3 separate regions of the Zea mays genome follow, and regions 1 and 2 are each linked to region 3. A link is a contact called in public ChIA-PET and Hi-C data. All regions are on one chromosome and are shown on one strand. Each heading gives the region's core, a stretch centred on a gene start, on an enhancer-like site or on the middle of the called end of the contact. The rest is flanking DNA. Distances are from core to core; before and after follow the strand shown. Region 1 holds the start of LOC103625860 (mitogen-activated protein kinase kinase kinase 5). Region 2 holds the start of LOC100276491. Region 3 holds the start of LOC100280246.

The links. A called contact is a pair of places that touch in the nucleus more often than the background predicts. ChIA-PET counts read pairs in DNA pulled down with a chosen protein or histone mark.
Region 1: a Hi-C map of leaf shows a contact between it and region 3, with 7 times the contacts expected there. The contact joins the promoter of LOC103625860 here to the promoter of LOC100280246 in region 3. A contact is called at or near these places in 2 of 25 Hi-C or Micro-C datasets (ear and leaf).
Region 2: a contact with region 3 is called in an H3K4me3 ChIA-PET map of seedling, with 6 times the contacts expected there. The contact joins the promoter of LOC100276491 here to the promoter of LOC100280246 in region 3. A contact is called at or near these places in 14 of 25 Hi-C or Micro-C datasets (bundle sheath, ear, endosperm and 5 more) and 2 of 3 datasets of contacts at active chromatin or transcription factors (leaf and seedling).

What each region holds. Positions count from the first base shown.
Region 1 is chr5:6,732,416-6,735,730 of Zm-B73-REFERENCE-NAM-5.0, forward strand. It overlaps LOC103625860 (mitogen-activated protein kinase kinase kinase 5), which reads left to right and starts at 1,450. Exons shown (of 11, transcript XM_008646257.3): 1 at 1,450-2,028. The coding sequence starts at 1,499.
Region 2 is chr5:6,374,595-6,377,930 of Zm-B73-REFERENCE-NAM-5.0, forward strand. LOC100276491 reads right to left here and starts at 1,580. Exons shown (of 2, transcript NM_001150265.2): 1 at 874-1,580. The coding sequence starts at 1,410.
Region 3 is chr5:6,586,680-6,590,090 of Zm-B73-REFERENCE-NAM-5.0, forward strand. LOC100280246 reads right to left here and starts at 1,746. Exons shown (of 5, transcript NM_001407760.1): 1 at 1,316-1,746; 2 at 1,044-1,180; 3 at 464-881; 4 at 268-344; 5 at 1-121. The coding sequence starts at 1,520.

The DNA of each region.
Region 1 (3,315 bases), core at 200-2,699, 150 kb after region 3:
CGCCACTGCCACTGTCTGGGATTGTTTCACGACAGATGAAGTTGAAGCCGTCACTATACCAAACGAGCCTTTTATCAACGACATGTATTGTATTTGAGAAAGTAACAAAAGTTTTTTTAAGGGATAGTTTAGGAACATCGTTTTTCCAAGGGATTCAATTTTCCCAAGGTAAAATGAACTAATTTTTCTTTGAAAAATTGGAATCGGGAAAGCGGTGTTCCAAAAAAAAGGACGAAGGGAAAAGTTGCATAGAGAAAAACGAAACGGGAAGGAAGCCAAGTACAGTGCATATGCATACTACGTGATGTGTGTGCACTGTGCATCCCAGCGGCATTGACTCGCTGGACTCCTTTCGCCAAAATCGCGTGGCCAACGAATAGGGATGGCAATCGGGTAGATAGGCAGATAGTATGTGGATATATAGTTCACGAACCTATACCCGCTAGACAAAACTCAATTCATATTTATACCTATAAACATTCGTGGGTATGGATCTCTACTCATACCCGTACTCGTCGGGTATCCGTTATCCAGTAGATATCTGTTGCCCGCCCGCCCATTACAATTTTAGCATTCAACATCGAACAACAATTTTATCACATTTCAAAAACAATTATCATTACATCATCATCAAATAATAATTTTAGCATCAATCAACATGCCACAGATAAAAATTGAAAATTAGAAATTAGGTTAATATATTAAATCTGGATGACCCACATGTCAAATATCCATTAGGTAATGGGTATGAATACTGGATATCCGTACTCGCAAAAAAAAATATCCACAGTTATCTTATTATTCATAATTGTACACACGGATACCAAATTTTACCATAACTATATTCAATAAATAATTATCCGTAGTTATTTATCCATACTCGTATCCACTGTAAGACTAGCTCCAACAAAAGCTCTAAAGGGTCCTGTACCCTAAATTTAGAGGATGAGAACGTCCTCTACTCCCTCCAGCAACGTTCTCTAAACGGTCCTCTAAATTTAGAGAACACTGTTGGATCCTCTATATGTAGAGTTTCTCTAAACGGTTCTCTATCTATTTGAATACTTTAAACAACCGGTTTAATAAAACTAAAATATGTATAATACATTTGAGAGTATGACAAATACGTATGTACAAAAATTAAAAAATTAAAAATGTCTTTAATATAGGTATTTACATATGGAGGACGTGATTTAGAGGACGTTGTTGGAGAGAAAGTAGATATAGGAGATAAAATTTTTAAAGAAGACTGTAAAGGATAGATATAGATGATGTATATGTAATACGTTGCTGGAGACAGTCTAATCCCGCCGATAGCCTCCAAGACGGAGCTGGTCTCCCAAAAAAAACAACTAAGAACTAACCAACCCCGACTCCCGCCCGAGACACCAGTGAGAAAAAGACAAAACGGCGGGGGGTCTTCCCTCCCTCCGCGACACCATCTCCGCCACCTCATGATCACTAACGTTTCCCTCTTCTACCCATTAGCGACTTCCCGATGTGCTGGTGGAAGCGCTACTCCTCCCCCTCCCTCTCCTCATCATCCATGCCCGCTTCCCCCGCCCGCGCTTCCACCCTCCGTCCCATATTCGGTTGGGGCAGCGGCCCTAGCTCCCGCCGTGATGGCAGCGGGGGCAGCAGCGAACCGCAGCCGCGGCTGATCAGAGCCCGGTGGATGCGCTACGTCGTCGATGACCTCGAGGTCGGGGTATCCGCGCTCGGCGTGGACTCTCCGGTGAGGAGGGACGCGGCGGCGGGGTTTGGGCTTGCGACCGTGAGCTCCACGCCGATCTCGAAGTCTCCGAGTAACATGGAGGTGGCGCCGGCGAGACCCTCGTCGACCCCCGTGCTGCTGCCGCATCCGCTGCCCCTTCCAGTCGAGGGGGAATCGACGTGCCGGGGTCCTGGGAGGTTGCTTCGGTCACCGGCGCCAAGGATGCTCGACGGGGAGTGGAACGGGCCTGCAGCGGACGCTCCCGGGGTTTTAGAGACTGGGAGCGAAAGGATGACGGCGTTACTCGCACGGAGGTGATTAATTCGTACTATACTTGTAAACGTTATGTTTTATTGCCATTTATTATTCAAGTAGATTATATTGTCTGCAAGGATATCACCCTCACAGCTTGAGGATTCCAGAGTCGGGCTATGATTTCTATTTACTACCAATATTTACATTTCAAAAAGGATAACACCATTTACTTGTATTGTGTCACCATTGAGGTGTTAAACACTTAGGCAGTTAGGCGGGTAGAGTATCTTGCAGAGAATGGCAACAGTTTTTATGGTGCCTATGGTTCAGCGATGTATCCTTGGCTGCAGAGTATGGTGATTTTGAAGATATGGATACCATGGTTCAGGGATTGGATATACATATACACGAGTTGAATTGTGATTTAGCAACTTGAGTTAGTTGTAGGGTGTTACTAGCTAAGGGTTTATTGGGAGACCATGACATCAGCCATCAGGTCATATTAGGATGATGCATCGTAAAATTATATTTGTTGTGTATATTGAGTTATCATGATTTTTGCACGCGATGCTTTCATTATTGATTTGCACATATAATATTCCTAAAAGATGCAAATCATGAATTCTTAACTCTTCCTGTTTAGATCCTTCGAATTGAACTCCATTGTAATAATCGTAATTTAGGCATAGATCAATTAAGCTAATATGATTTTAAGCAGAATATATTTGTATACCATTGTTGGCCATATGAGAGATATTTATGTGCAACATTCGTACTATAGTCTATAGGGGAGCGAGTTGAAGAGTGTGTTATAAGTTGAAGGGTAGAAACATAGCTTGGTGATATATAAAATCAATTTCCATCCCCCACCCTTTGAATTTGAGATAGATTTATATCTGAACTTTGGAAAGTGGTGGAATGTCAAATTCCAAGCCAAATAGCCTAGTCTATTAATTAGATTCCAATTCCTCCAAAATGAGTGGATCCAAACAACCGTTTTGTGAATTGATTAAATATTGACATGATGAAAATAAGTCAGCTAGGGGCTAGGGCGTGGTGTTTTAATAAATAAGTGATCTAGTTTGTTTTAGTGCTGTACTGTAATTTCACTTGGTTGGATTGAACTGCTATGAAGCTTCTAAGATGAACCAAAAAACACCAAATAAGTTTAAGCTACTGGTGAAATAATTTAGTTCAATATTGCTGTTAAAAATTGTACAAGAAACAGTGAATATATCTATCGCTTAATGTTTTTTTTAATATATAAGCTCCGTATTACTCATTGCTTAGACTATTTTCATTTTCGAAATAAGTTTTGTGTTCCCTTGAAGCACTTCAATTCAGAT
Region 2 (3,336 bases), core at 330-2,829, 210 kb before region 3:
CCCCTCCAAAAAGAACCATAGGCTTCACTCCATAACCAAAGCAGATCTCCATGTCCTGTTATCCTATTCATGCTCTTCTCCATTATAGTCAGCAAAGCCAGCAATACTCACAGTACATGACAAGCCAGAAAAACAGCATTTATTTTATGTGTCACCAGTCGTTCCATCTTGTTTTTTTTATTGAGCTACATTTGTTCCAATTTAAACAATCAGAAAGTTACATCCACTTCTATCTAAGAAAACCACCATCTATCTAAACTTGCATCAGTAAAATGAGGACAAAAAAGGCAGAAGCATCCTAATTTGAATATCTACAAATACTGCCATCTATCTGTATTCATTAATGACAAATTTCCATATAGCATGCACCAATGATTACCTACTGAAACTTAAATGAACACAATCTATTACACTATGCTTAACCTTCACCATCAATGGTCCGTTACTTAATATCCCCAATTTAGACAAGTTAGAATAGCACCTTGAATCAAGCTGAATTCTGATTCTACACAATACCATACCAATGCGCAATGGCATAAAAAAATTGGGCAAAGCTATCCAAGTGTCACTACAAGTTGAACACACAAAACAAACTAAACAAGGGTCCGTACTGATTTAACATTCAACTACTACAAACAAACAATATAAAGTCATCAGCAACACTAAATACTGGGGTGGGGGATATACAGGTTCAGATATACTTCAACAGTAATAGCTGCTGCTAAATCAACTCAGCTGTTGAACCATAACCATCAAAGCTTTGAGCTAACACAGCTTTTACACCAACCTTTACTCGAAAACTAACATGCAAGCAACCGATCGGGATCGGATGCAAAATCGGGAACAGCGACAGGTCAAAGTCAATCCACTCACCGAAGGTAACTGGAGCTCGACGAGGCTACCGTCCTGGTTGCCAGCAAGCTTGAGCTCCACCGGCCCAACCAGCTCCACGTCCCTGACGCCGGTGTCGAACCCGAACGCGCCTTCGGCGGGGACGACGTCGACCCCGTCCGGCCCATCCACCTCCTCGACGGCCGGCGCGGAGGGGAGTCTCCACTCCACGGCCTCGTCGGAGAACCGCGCCAGCGCCGCCGACCCGCCCGCCCGCGCCCGGAACTCGTACCGCTGCACGGAGCCGACGCGGACGGCGCCGGCGTCGAGCGGCCAGACCCTGACCTCGGCGTCCGGATCCCAGTCGTACTTCTCCGAGACGGCGTCGATGACCTCCTCGAGGAAGGTGGGCTCCGGGGCCAGGTCCTCCAGCTCCGGGTCGGCGGAGGTGGAGGCGGAGCCGTTGGAGGAGGCGGTGAGGAAGGAAAGCGAGGCGCAGGCGGACGGCGAGGGGGCGGAGAGGAGCAGCAGCGCGAGGAGGAGAGAGATTGGAGGGAGGGCCAGGGAGGAGGAGGCCATGGAGGGTCGGAGGATTGAGGAAGGGTAGGTCTCCTGGCGGGTTCTCTTCCCCGACGAAGGGATCTCCTCGCGAAGGATGAGGATGGTGGTGGTGGTTGGTGCGCTCGTGGTATACGCCGTAAGCACAGGCTGACGTGTGAGCCCGGTGAGCGAGATTGATAAAATGCTCGGGTCGTCTGGCAGGCTTGTTTGGAAGACAAACAAGCCCAAAACGGCCTTTCGCGCAGTTGGGCCGAGCCGCCGCTGGCCTTTTGCAGAAGCAGCGACAATTGGGAACGTGTTATATAGCTGTACATTGCTGATTGGGACCATGTCTCCTCGGTGCGTGCACTGACTCTCAACGCACGAGAGATTGGCACCGAAATTCCTCGACGCAAAAGCTCCAACGTACACACTAAGGTCCTGTTTGGAATCGTAGTATTTTTGCAGTTTTGAAACAATACTATGGTATTTGATGATACTATAGTATTGGAGCTCAAAAGGTGTTTGGTTTGTATAGTCAAAACTCAGTTTTAAATATCATGGTTTACGCAAAACTGTGGTATTTTTGGAGTTTTTGAAACTCCACTCATGACCTCGGTTTTCTTCTCTTCTCTCTACATATACTTTGTTTTTCCAATAGAACCAAACAGATCTCGGTTTTGAACAATACTGTAGTTTTACTGTGGTAAAGCAATACCGTAGTATTTTTGTCATGTACAATTGTAAACTATGGTATCTCAAAACTACAGTATTTCAAAACTACATTCCCAAACAGGCCCTAAGGCTCTGTTTGGAATCGTAGTATTTTTGCAGTTTTGAAACAATACTATGGTATTTGATGATACTATAGTATTTGAGCTCAAAAGGTGTTTGGTTTGTATAGTCAAAACTCAGTTTTAAATACCATGGTTTACCCAAAACTGTGGTATTTTTGGAGTTTTCGAAACTCCACTCATGACCTCGGTTTTCTTCTTTTCTCTCTACATATACTTTGTTTTTCCAATATAACCAAACAGATCTCGGTTTTGAGCAATACTGTAGTTTTACTATGGTAAAGCAATACCGTAGTATTTTTGACATGTACAATTGTAAACTATGGTATCTCAAAACTACAGTATTTCAAAAATGCATTCCCAAACAGGCCCTAAGTGGCAGGACCATGAAAAAGACAAGATTTTCTTAAGCTTAAATTACTGTAGGGAGGGCCTACAGTATTTTTATTGCTTAGTCAAAATAAAAAATAGAAAAACAATTACAGGGAAGTAAACTAAAAATTACAATACATAGCACTGAATCTAGGTCCTAATTTTATCCCCTATCTCTAGTTTGACTCAGTGACACAGTAGACGCAATTCTGTTTTGAACATTTCCCGACATTCATCCACCATGGGCGGGATCTCATTAAACACCCAATTATTTCTACTTTTCCAAATGCACCAGATTAGAAGGATAATAGCTTCTAGTCTCCATGGGACCTGCCAGCTTCTTCTAATCCTTAAAATGGTGTAGCATGCGTTGCTTCCAACACCACATAGGTCTATCATCATTCTTTATCTATCTCAATGCTTTAATACATGATCTTTATTATTAATCTACAGTCACAGTAGCTCCACATCAAAATTTCTTTTACTTCCTCCGGTCCCAAAAAACAATAGTCGTTTTAGAGAATTAGTGGATTCATACAATTCTTGATGCATATGTTTTGCATATGTCTAGATTCATCATTGTCCATTTGAATATAAACATAAAAACTAAGAGTTAAAACGACTATTGTTTTAGGATGGAGGGAGTACATAATTTTTGTTGACATAAACACATAATTATATTGAAAACATACATCTAATTACACAATTACAATGTTCATCCTCATATTTTGAACAAAGTATTTACAATAATGTCACAAAACTCATTCATGCCTTGTCCTTCATCAATCATCACCTTGTT
Region 3 (3,411 bases), core at 496-2,995:
ACCCGGACTGCGAGCCGCTGCTTTGCTCCTGAGCAGCCCAGACGCCATCCACCAGCATGATCGACTGGCTCACCGGAGCCGCCGCCGCGCCGGGGGAGGATCTTCTGTTGTGCAACCGGTACTTCTGAACACGAACGATCCAATAAGTTTCCAAACAAGATACCATATCACCCCGAAGGATGATGGAAAAGGAACAGGCACTAGTTCTACTAAGATATACAGGGACGAAGAAATAGAGCCCTAGACAAAATTAAAGCGCGCGCGCACCTGGAGATGGCTTTTCACTTCATCGTTTGTAAGCCCGTCCACTTGCATCACCTCCCTGATCTGTTTCGGAGTAGCCACTGCAAATTCCATGAGAGACCCGTTAATACTTACTTTCTCTTGCAGTCGAGTGGGGAACTTTTTTTTATTTGGACAAATTAATGGCGGTAAAGCTAGGCGATCGGTCTCACACTCTGACCTTGAGGGCCACCCAGTTCGTGCAAAGCGGCAACGAACCGCCGGTGAAGCTCCGGTGACCAGCACCGCCTTGCCTTCCTGCTTGCTTGCTGTTGCTGCTGAGCCTGCGAGTGCATGTTGTTGACCTCGGAGCCACATGGTGGCATGGTGGTGCCACAAAATCTGGCGCTGGCGGTACCGGTACCGCTGGCAGCCACCACCGGAGGAGAAATCGGCACCGCCGCCTTGGTTGCCGGCGACAACGATACCAACGACAGGCCAGAGCTGGCGGAGCTGTCTTCTCTTCTGAACAACGGCGGCGGTAGGGGTTGTGGCACCGCCACCGCCGAAACGGCCGCCCTTATCGGCGTGGGTGCGCCACCACCCAACAACTTGGGCTCCGGCGGCGACGTGATTTCACTCTGTTGCTCTTTGTCAGACTGTACGGAAATAAACCGGTGGTATTCAATCACTCTGAATTTTTTTAAAAAAATCTCACGGCACGGCACATAGTAAAACTTGAAATACGTGGATGGAGAGCAATATTATGATGAGAAACAGCAAGCATAGCGAAGCAGAGTAGCCTGCCTGTGTTGTACTACCTCGTCCGATTTGGCGTCGCTGTCCACCCACAACTGAGCTGTGCTCATCCATTTCCGTTTGTCGCCGTCGTCCACCGTCGCCGCCCCGTCGTCGTACTCTCCTCTCTTGGCAGCCTCCTCCTTCAACTCGTCGATCACTGCAGGGCAATCCATGGCCGCACAGGCACAAACCAGCGCGTCAGCGAAGCGGGGCAGAGAGGAAACGGAGCAAGACAGACGGCGACGCGTATACTATAGGAGAGAACCGAGAACGAGAGGCCTCTAGTCCTCACCGTCGGCGAGGAGGCGAAGGCAGAGCGGGAGCTCGCGCCTGAACACCTCGATCTTCCTGCGCTCCACCTCGAGGCTCCTGATGCAGGACTGGATCCCCGCCGGCGCAGCGCCCTTGGCCATCCCTCCGGCGCTCCGCGCGGCGAACAGCCTGAGGTCCAGCCCCAGATCCAGGCCCATCCCGATCTCCCCGACGTCCAGCCCCATGCACGCGAGAAACGAGACGAGAGACGAGAGGCAGCCAGGAATCTTTCGCGTAGAAGAATCGGCGACCGGAAGGAAGGAACCGGAGAGAAGCTGAGAAAGAGGCGGAGGCCTGAGGGTGAGGGTGCCGGTGGGGTGGGGTGGGGGTGGGTGACTGAGAGCCAGAGGGGATCTGCGCCCGCCCTGGCATATATAGATAGATAGATAGACGGGCGGCGGCGAGCGAGCGAGAGAGCGGGGCGAATGGAATCTGCGAGCTGGACCGCAGGAGATGGGAGAGAGAGAGACAGACAGACACCACACACCCACGCGGCGCGTCGGGCGGGTGCGGGTGTGCGGCGGGCGCGCTACGTTGCCGATTCCTCACGTCGCGTCGCGTCGCGTCCAGCGCGAGATGCTCGCGGCCGGACGTCTCTCATCTCACAGCACTGTGCCACGCTCTGAATCACGGATCCCGCGATCGGTGCGGCGCGGCCTCGATTTACCGCTTCTCGCGCGCGCCTTCCCCTGTTTCGCAGCCTGCCTACCCCGTGCGCGTGCTGCCACCCAGTCACCCACCCCGTATTTCTTTGCTTTAGCTTACGTTCCGTGCAAGTAACATGCGTCTTCAATCGTATCGGCGCCTTTCACAGCTTGCGTGCCCAGGTGAGATCCTGCCTGGCCTTCTTTCTTTCCGTGATGATTCTCTTCCGTCTCCTTGTCCCCTGGTCTCACGGGCGGCCGGCCGTGGCTGGTTGGGCGTTCCGGAACGTCTCGAGGCCGGGGCGGGGCGTGACATGGATCCCATTGGTTTTTAGCAGCACGAGCAACGTCCTGCCAGTTGTTTTCTCTGGTTGTCCTCGTCGCGCACGGTGGCAAGTGTAATAAGTCGGTGGTACACACCGGATGGCTCCTTGCATGGCACTATATGGAGGTCTTTTTTCCCATGGGAATCTGGGGGGGGGGGGGGGGGGGGAGGCAAAATTCTTCGAGTACTAGCAAAGAGGCCCACGCGTAACGCTGTCGAGGCGCGCTAGTCGGACGTGACGCGGCTCGCACTCATCTCGGTCGCCCAACCCAAGCGCAAGCGGAGGGGAGGTGGTCCTCGATCTCGCGCGCGCGGGATCGGCCCGCCGCATGCGTATCTGAATCTGATAGCCCAACCTTATCGCTAGCGTTTCTTGTTTGGGTTTGGAAGGTTTCTGTTGTAGTCTATTGCAGTGCTCAGTGGCAAATGGAGAGACAACAGAGACAAATGACACGGATTAATTCTTTATTGCAGAGACAAATGTATATATAGTGTAGTACACAGGGTCCCCAAGTGGTGCGACCCTTAGGCAATAACTGCCACCAGTTGGGATTGATCACATATGAAACTTTTTGTAACACTCCCCCTTCATCAACCCAAATACATTTGATCATCTGCAAGTTGTCATCCAATATTTGATCTCCTCAAAAACCCTGTGCGAAAAATAAGGAGTACACAATATCTTTTGGATAATGAGAATAATCTCACATTGTCTCCAAAAGGAAAAATATGCTTGTAATCATCATGTATAAAAACCCCTGTAGGGAAAATTAATGATGAAGCATATAGCTTTGTTGATATTACCTCGTTAAAAACTTTGAATGAGAAAACCTTAGCAAGGCAAAACTCATACAAAGAAAAGAGTGTAATATGATGGTTCAATACAGTTTATATATCATGGGGAATTACTCCCCCTGAACCTTGCAAGCTCTTAAGTCTTCTCATACCAATCCCCTCAACACATTTCTGAAATGTAGAGTATGGTAGGGATTTTGTGAATAGATCTACAAGATTATCACAAGACTTTGTTTGCAAGATGTTTATATCCCCTTTCTCCTGAAGTTCATGGGGATAAAACAGTTTAGGAGAAATATGCTTATTGATATT